Linked DNA regions of Pan troglodytes: region 2 is linked to region 1. A link is a contact called in public Hi-C data. All regions are on one chromosome and are shown on one strand. The core of a region is the stretch at or near the end of the contact, and the rest is flanking DNA. Distances in the headings are between cores, read along the strand shown.

The links. Hi-C and Micro-C count contacts between places; a contact is called where the count stands out from the background.
Region 2: a contact with region 1 is called in a Hi-C map of stem cell-derived neural progenitor cells, with 4 times the contacts expected there. The contact joins the promoter of RSRP1 here to the promoter of MTFR1L in region 1. A contact is called at or near these places in 1 of 7 Hi-C or Micro-C datasets (stem cell-derived neural progenitor cells) and 1 of 1 datasets of contacts at active chromatin or transcription factors (stem cell-derived excitatory neurons).

Annotation. Positions count from the first base shown.
Region 1 is chr1:205,152,865-205,157,389 of NHGRI_mPanTro3-v2.0_pri, reverse strand. MTFR1L (mitochondrial fission regulator 1 like) reads left to right here and starts at 2,423. Exons shown (of 7, transcript NM_001246545.1): 1 at 2,423-2,481. SELENON (selenoprotein N) reads left to right here. Exons shown (of 13, transcript XM_024357070.3): 13 at 1-695.
Region 2 is chr1:205,763,362-205,767,886 of NHGRI_mPanTro3-v2.0_pri, reverse strand. RSRP1 (arginine and serine rich protein 1) reads right to left here and starts at 2,548. Exons shown (of 5, transcript NM_001251891.1): 1 at 2,367-2,548; 2 at 1,499-2,090; 3 at 209-360. The coding sequence starts at 2,024.

The sequences.
Region 1 (4,525 bases), core at 1,174-3,673:
TTGTATCATCCAGTCATCGCTAATATTACATGCACCTTCTCACTTAATCCTCACGACAAGCCTGTGAGGCAGATGCTCATTGTTCCCATCTTGATGAAACTTGAGTCTCAGGGAAGTGAAGTGACTTGCCCAGGGTCACTCAGGTAGAGTTGAGATTCAAACCCACATGGGGCTCCAAAGTCTGCATCTGGATTTGGGGGTGTTTTTTGGCATGGCACCCTCACCTCTCTCCCTGCCTGTTTTCCCCAAAGTGGAAAGGAAGGCCTTTCAAACCAGAGTGTCTCACTCCCCTCTGACCTCCAGACCAGATGGGGCATGAGCCAGCCAGCTCAGCCAGGCTCCCTGTGTCCTGGGAGGAAGTGTCCCCATCCCCCATGCCCCTTATGGGGAGGGAGGGCGTCTGATGCTCTCTCTCTGCCTCCCCCATCCTGTCAGGCACAGGTGACGGGAGCAGCCCATGCGAGCCCTTCTCCTGCTGCTCTGGGAGGGCCAGTTCCACATTGAGCCAGCCTGGTACCATGGAAAATGATGGCCTGGGCTTTCTGAGGCCTTATCTGATGCCTCTGCAGTTCCTGTCCCCCACCAGGCCTCGAGGCTCAGGGTGGGAGAGGGCCCCGGGCTGCCCTCCTGTCACTCCTCTAACACTTCCCTCCCCTGTCCCCAACATGCCCTGTAATAAAATTAGAGAAGACTAACTAGAGTGGTTCTAAGTGCTTTTCCTTTGAGTGGCATGTTGCTCAGCTCCATCCTTCCATGGGGTGGCTCCCTCTTGGGGCAGAGTTGAGCTGGAATGCTTTCAGGTACTATCTTACCTATCGAAGGCTTGAGTGACTTGCCCAAAATAAGTTTTACGATAGAACAAGTGGTAAGACTTAGTGTTTTGAGAATCTGGTGCTCTCTGTTGAGAGAGATCTGGAAGTTAAAATCATTGTCTTAAAAGCAGAGCCTGAGACAGGCATGAAGTGTTTTTTTTGTTTGTTTTGTTTGTTTGGTGGGGCTGGGGGGGAGTGTACTTCCAGAAAAACCAGTAAAAGAAGGAAGGAAGCAGAAGAGGGAAAGGAAAAATGCTGAGCAGGAACAGTCTCAGCCCAGCCTTGGCCTGACCCACAGTGGAAGAGCTGTGGGGTATAAACCACACTGCAGAGCTGAACTGGCCTTTTGGACCTTGTATCAGTCATTGGCTTGGGAGGTGAAGGAAATTCCCAGGTAGGGGGCTCCATTCTTCCTGCAAGGGGATCTGAGTGGGACACCAAATCAGCATCTACACCCAGGACAGACAGCCAGCGTGGACTTGCATGATCCGCCATCGCACAGGAGGGAAAGGTAATGATTAAAACACAATGTGCCATCCTGGGAAGAGGGCCAGACCTGGAAGTCAATCTTCAGCGTTTGAGATATGGTGGAGATCAGGGTGGACGACCTCTGAGGTCTCTAGCCAGGACCAGTTACATAATTTGCACAGCCCCGTGCAAAATGAAAACACAAGACCCCCTATTAGAAAATCATTTCAAGACGGCAACAGCAAAGTACTAAACCAAGTACAGGATTCTGAGCATGCGGCCCGTTGTGACTGCATGGGCTGTTCACCCATGAAACCAGCTCTGTCTCTGGCAGAGGGGACTGCAGGCTTTGGAACCAAGGAACTCCAGCCTGGGAGCCAGGCACAGCCCGAGGCTGTGCTGAAGGCAGAGAAGGAAATGTGACCCAGGAACTGCATGCCACAGACCAAGACAGTGAGGGCCGGAGCACAAAGAGGGAGTGGGTTAGTGAGCCTGGAAGGAATGTGGCTCTTCCCACAGAGCCTCTGGAGTCTTGTACACCAAGTACCCATCTAATAAGCAAACTCATTGAATATACCGTGTGTGTGTGTGTGTGTGTGAGAGAGAGAGAGAGAGAGAGGCTAAAATAGAAGAAAGCTGCAAAGTGCTGGAGGGCAGGAGTCAGAGGAGAAAGAGGCCCATTCTGCGCATTCTTGCTGGAGAGAGGCTTTGCAAAGGGACCTGCCTGGGAACCAAGAACTGGGAAGGGGGCCAGGGTGAGGATTCTGAAGTTTGCCCTAGGGGTAGGAGCATATTTTAGGGGTCGAGCGACACACCCCTGGGCTTCCAGAAGTCGGATGGGGCTAAACGTGGAGAGCAACAAGCAGGGAGACGCGACGAATACCAGGCCGAGGGATTTCCAAACGCAGCCAACTCCTCCCGGGGACACAGACCCCGCGGGGCCACGGTCTCGATGGAGGGGAGTGTGCTCCGCGGTATCGGAGCCTACGGCCGCCAGCGCCTCGCCCACTCGGGGGCCGCGCTCCCCTCGCCGCCGAGCTGGACCCGCCTCCTGAGGGTGCGCGGAGGTGCGGCTCGGTGCGCAGCTGCGGAGGATCGCTTCCGGGGGGCGGGTCAGCGGAAGTGAAGGAGGTTGAGGCTGGGCGGCCCAAGGTGGAAGGAGGGGCCGTGAGGTGAGAGAGTCCGGGAGCCCGAGCCTGAGGTGAGAAAGGTTCTACGGCGGCGCGGAGGCGGGAGCGCGACCTTCCAGCCCGTTAGTAGACTGGGTCTACGTGCCGGGCGCTGTGCGGAGCCCGCAGCTCCTGTTCCCGCGCGAGTTCTCGCGGGAGCCGCAGCTGTCCGTCTCACTTGGCCCGGGGGAAACTGAGTTCCCGAAGGGTAGTTGCTCGTCGGAGTTCCCCAGCAAACAGTGACCAAGCCAGACCTCAGGCTTCTAGTTTCGGCTTCGCTGCTTGACGGGCCGGGCTGCCCCGCCGCGCATTCTGAGACCTGGCCGCGGCTCGGAGGCTTCCGCGCACTCGGGTCCGGGTCCTGTGGGTCCAAGGGCCGCTGGGCAGGCGGCGAGGACTTGGCCGACCTTGGCCCAGGTCGGGTCGTCTGCCGCGGGGGAGGGGCGACTCGCCCTGGCGGGTCCCCGCGGGGAGAGGGTCCGCGCGGGTCTCCGGCCACTGCTGCGCGCGGCAAAGTTTCACTGAGCGCGGCGGCCTCCGTGGGGGCCCCCGGGACCAGGGGTGCTGAGCGGGGCCCTGCGCTGGAGGAGCTCCCGTTCTCCTGAGGGGACGCCTGTCAACAGACAGCAACTGCAGCCTCCGGAGGGCTGCGGGGCGCAGAGGTGACAAGACCCACCGGTGCTGCCGGCGAACCGGGGGAAGATCTTCTAGCCAGTGACACTTGGGGGCGGGGGTGACAGCTGAGTTGGTGTTCCCCTTCATTCGTTTAGTTCAGCGCGTTGAAGCGCTCACTGTGTCCTAGGCAGACACCGTGCTGTGCGCGGGGATCACAGTTATCTAGTTCCTCTCGCGAGGACTCCGAGGGACAGGCAGGGTGCTGCGGAGCGCACAGGAAAGGACCTGACCCTGTCGCAGGGAAGGAAGGTGATGCTTAAGCTGAGCTCTGAGGAATGATGAAGAATGAGCTCGGCGAAGGGGGTGCTGCTGTTTGATGCAGGGCTCAGAGGTGGGCCCAGTGTTGGGGGTTGAGGGCCAGTGTGGCTGGAGGGCAAGGGGGAGAGCAGGAGGGCTGGCTGCGAAGCGTGCAGGCCTTGGTGCTCAGTGAGTGTGGTCTAGAGACGGCAGAGAAAGATGGGTTTGGGACTGATTGTGGATTTTATCCTGTGTTGGCTCTAGTAAGCCAGTTTTAAACGGATGAGCAATGTGATTAACAGTGTGTTTGGGAAGGATTCCTCTGGCTGTGTGTGAGGGTTAGGCCCAGCTGGGTCTTTGGAGGTAAGGTCGGAGAGGAAGTGGCAGTAAGCACCGTTAGTGCAATTTGTGGCCGACACGGACATTCAGCACAGAGCCTGGCACACAGAGGGACTCTGATAATAAAGGCTTGAACTGAGCCGAGAAGATGGAGCCCACGCAGGAGGTGGCAGGACCTGGACCAGGCTTTGGGTGCTTTGCACTGGCATGACCACTGAGTGACCTTAGACAAGTGCCTTCCCCTGTCCAACTTCCTTTCCCCATGTGTATCGTAAAGTGAATGACACCTCGTCTCCCAAGGGTAGAAGAGGGGACCCTCCACAGGAGGTCTCCAGAAAGAGCTGCTTTGTCAGTCTAGTCTATCTCCCGTTCAGAGCCTGTCCAGGGCTCCCCAGTGACCCGGACCTCATGACTTGCCCCCTACTTTTGTAGCTTTATCATGCTCTGCTCCTCTTTCCATGTCCTTCACCTTCTTGTGCTGGACCTGTGCTCTTGCTGTTTTGTCTTCATTTCCTACTCCCTCGCAACTTACTACAGGGCACTAGGGCCAGAGCTCTGACCTCATCTGGCCACCTGCCTAATGCTACTCAGCCTTTGCTAGAAGTATGTATTCATGTCCTATCACTCTGCTGGACAGCGAGTTCCTTGAGAGCATGACTGTGTCTTACTCCTTCCATAGCCCCTACGGTGCCCAGCACAAGGCCTGGCACAAGTGGGTACTGCTGGTGTTTGATGAACAAGTGAATGAACGAGCACACTGATTGCATCTGCTCACCATGCAAGGACTGCTGTGAAGAGCAGTCAGATGTCACCTCACCCATCTGT
Region 2 (4,525 bases), core at 1,299-3,798, 610 kb before region 1:
TGAGGCACCATGCACGGCCAAATAAAGCTCATTAATCTCCCATTTTCATGGGTATGACATTGCCTATCTTCAGATTTGCTACTTTGAATTTAGCACATTACATACATCTCTAGACTTCCCAAAAAGTATAATCTAAGATATAAGTGGCTAATCAGATTTGACAGTTGGCTTTCTGAAAGTTTTGTTCCGACAAACCTAGAATACTTACTTCAGGCTTTGCACCATTACTTGATACACCTATTCCACGGCTTGTTTCTTTGGCTAAAGCAACAGTTCTGAGACTAGCTGGCAAGTCAATGTTGGTTGTTCCTAAAGCTTTCGCTGCATTGGTTTTTGCTATTTCTAACAGCTCCATTCGATCTAAAAAAAAAAAAGAGAGAGACTTTAAAATACTCATTAATCTGGTAGTTATTTCCCAAGAGAACTCAGAATTACACAATAAATATGTTATTTTGTGGTATTAAATATATTAAGTCACTTGTTTTATAATAGATAAACTAAGGTTGCCCTTGAACACTAGTAGCTGTGCTCGTCCACTTTATACTTGTTTTTCTTCCCCCTTACTAAATGCAGATAGAAAGTACCACAGTGTTTGAGAGACTGTAAACCCCAAGTGTGCGCGAGGGTTCCATATGCGTCCTGGCACCAATCCCCCGAGTGAACAGAGGGACAACTGTGTAACTTTATTCACTGAAAATTCTATTCTCCAGCTCATTTCTTGCTGAAAAGAATAAAATTCTTAAATTATCTCAACAATTAGTTTTCAGTTTTCTTAAGGCCTGAGCGTCCTATTATTTTGTCTTTTTGTTGTACTTAATTTTCTCTAGCTAATAGTGATATTATTTTGCTTTCTCTTCAAAGATGTATTTCTGAAAACCAGGGTTTTCTGCTATAGATTCTTTATATAATTATCACAACCACTGAACCAATACTGATACACTACTAAAGTGTATTTCCACCACCACCCCCGGCTAATTTTTGTACTTTTACTAGACAGTGAGCTATGTTGGCCAGGCTGGTATGGAACGCCTGGCCTCAAGTGACCCACCCGCCTACGCCTCCCAAAGTGCTGGGATTACAGACGTGAGCCACCGCGCCCGGCCTCCTAGGTCATTTAGGATGCTCGACAATCCAATTTTATTCAGTAATAATGTCAACTAAAAGAAGGCGTGTTTTGATATTGTTCTTCCCAATCACGTTAACTTAGAACCTTTAACTTAATCATAACATTTAAAAGGCTCCACCCACTAAGAACAGTCAGCCAATAGGAAAAAAGTTCCCTACATCCTGAGCCATTTAACATCCAGTTGACCTTTAACCCTAAAGAGAATGCTGTCCACTTAAATACAGGTAATGTCCTCCCTCTTTCCTCCAACAAAAAAGATTTCGGGCACTAAAGGAACTAATATTGAAACTACACAGCAACGTTGGTTCCCTAGCCTACTCATATACTGTCGCCATACATTACCACAAATGGAAAGGTAAATGACCCACCCACCTTTTTCACTTAAGCGAAAGGGGGTTCTGCTCCGCGACCTCGTCCTGGATCTGTCCCTCCATCTGCTGTGCTGCTCCGGGTACACTGTGCGACCAAAGCCGTAGTAGCGCTGCCCCCGCGCGATCGCGTACGCCCTGCCGCAGTACGACCTTCCCCGAGAGCGCGACCTGCTACGGGACCGGGACCGGGACCGGTACCGCGAAGGAGACCGGTAGTATCTCCTGGAGAACCCGTAGCGCCTCTCTCGGTAACGGCGGCTGCGGGATCGCGACCGGCTCCGCGAGTATGACCGCGAGTAGCGCCTGTACTTCCGCTGGTGGCGCCTTCGGGAACGGGACTTTGACCTGCTCCTCCGACTCCTGGACGAAAACCGGCTCGAGACGCGGGAATGGGACCGAGAGCTTCTGGAAAAAGAGCGGCTCCTAGACCGCGACGAGCGCCGGCTGGACCCGACCGACCGCGAAGTCGAGGGCGAATCCTTCTCCTGCGGCGAGCCCGGCCACATGTCGTTCACGTAGTTGGACATCTTCACCTGCGGCTTTAGCCTGCGCTTTCTCCGGAAAGGATCCCGCAAGCCTCAACTCAGGACTTCCTAAAAAACCGAGAGAAAAACAAGTCGAGTCGCGGAAGCCGGCGCCTGGCCACCCGGAAGCCACAGTCGGGGAACCTCCGGGAGGCGGAGCCACGGCGCGGGCGGCGACCGCCGCGACAGGAACCGAGCCCTAGAAACCCCGCTCGGCGCCCTGAGGCCGCAGCCTTGAAGCAAAACGCTGCGTTCCCCAAACGCGGGGCCCGGCACGTTTCCCGTCCCTCACTCCAGAGAGACCACTGCGGTGGTCCTGAGAGACCCCGTCAGCAGAAAACTTACCGCAGGCCGTCGACGCCTCCCTCACGACTGAGAGAAAGGCCCAACAGACGCCTTCCTTTCGAAACGTAAGACGAAGTGGGGCTTTACGTCCCTGCTTTCGAACGGCGAATTCCAAAACCTCCCCCTCCGACGTCCGGATGCGCACTGAGGGACTACGTTAGCAGACGCGTCAAAAGTACCAGAAGCTGGCCCCCCCCAGCGCATGCGCAGAGATGTTCCGTGGTGGGCGTGGCTCTCCTCTTGCCCAACCACCGCCCTGCCTCCTCCCTCCCCAAGCCGCGCCCTGTGCCTCGCGCTCTTGCCTCCAGGGGGCGGTGCTTGATACATCAGGGTGTCCCGTTGCCCTTGGCTTCCCCCCCGATCTGAGATAATTGCGGGACCGACCCAGTCACCAGAAAACTTCGAAGATGGGACGGCCCCGCGTGGGGCTACACCAGGCTCTGGCCTCACTGCACGGGCGGGGCTTGACGTCAGTGCCGGGCGGGGAGTAGGGCCGGGAGGGGAGCGGCTGCAGGCTGGAGAGGGCTCGCAGCCGGGCTCGGAGCTGGGGCCGTCTGACGGGCTGGTGCCCACAGGGTCGTTGCCGCCACCCACCGGCAAGTCGCAGACCCGGCCTGAGCCTCCCTGGACCCTTTCTGGCCTCTTCCTCCTGTCCTAGGTACCGCGGCGCCAGGAGAAGGCGACCGCGTCCACACCCCGCCATGACAGAGGAGGGACCGCACCCTCCCCCGGAACACCCCAAGATCCCTGGAAATGCAGTATTAACGTAGAAAAGATGTTTTACTTCCATGTTTTGGCTAGGAAGGTAATAAGGTCGAAACAAAATAAAAAGACTCAAAACTGACCTTTAATCTGGGGATAATAATGAAGTCTGCGATATCTCTTCCAAAAACTGTGTTTGGTGTGAGTGTAAACAAAGGTGACTATTTTACTTCTAGGGATCTACAAATGGTATGCATTTCAAACACTTCTTGTAATAAAGCATAACAATTGCCTTGAAAATTGTGGGTTAATTGCCTTTTTTTTTTTTTTTCTTTGAGACAGGGTCTCACTCGCCCAGGCTGGAGTGTGGTGGGGCCATCACGGTTCACTGCAGCCCAGGCTCCCGAAGAGCTGGAACTACAGGCATGCATCACCATGCTAATTTTTGTACTTTTTTACCCACGGGATCTAACTGTGTTGCCCAGGCTGGTCTCCAACTCCTGGGCTCAAGCGATTCTTCCGCCTCAGCCTCCTGAAGTTTTGGGATTACAGGCGTGAGCCACTTTGCCCAGCCTATACACTTCTTTACAAGTACATTTTGACAAAAGCCACTTTCTTTAGAGGGAGATACAAACTCACTCATCTCTTGTTCATCTTCACCCCACATCTCCGCAGTTCATCCACATCTCCTGAGGATGCATCATGATGGAAGTAGTTCTTAAACAGTTTCTTCTCTAAATCTCAAGACAGTGAAGATACAATGCCCATCCATCAGAAACCTTTGCCGAAAGTTCTCATAAAGCTGTGTGAGTGGACAGAAAAATAACACAAGGCCAGTCGCGGTGGCTCACGCTTGTAATTCCAGCACTTTGGGAGGCCGAAGCGGGAAGATCCCCTAAGATCAGGAGTTCGAGACCAGCCTGGCCAACATGGCAAAACCCCATCTCTACTAAAAATGCAAAAATTAGCTTGACATAGTGGCGGGCGCCTGTAATCCCAGCTACTCGGGAGGCTGAGGCAGGAGAATTGCTTGAACCTGAGAGGCGGAGGTTGCAGTGAGCTGAGATTGCAACATTGCAATCCAACCTGGGCAACAAGAGCAAAACTCCGTCTCGAAACAAATAATAATAATAACAACACGAGTTTCACATTTGTCAAGTATAAAAATGATGTGTTAGGGGAACTAAAGTTAAAGTATACTTATGATACAGTTTTGAGCTCTTGGTTATGAATAGGAAAGGATGGAACAACTCTCCGTAGACAGTTCAAAGTATCAGTCAATGTGTGCCTAAAAAATGGTGACCAGAAAAATCCTAATTTTTTTTTAAGACAGTCTCGCTTTGGCCCCCAGGCTGGAATGCAGTGGTGTGATCTTGGGCTCACTGCAACCTCTGCATACTGGGTTCACACAATTCTTGTGCCTCAGTCTCCCGAGCATCTGGGTTTACAGACGTGCA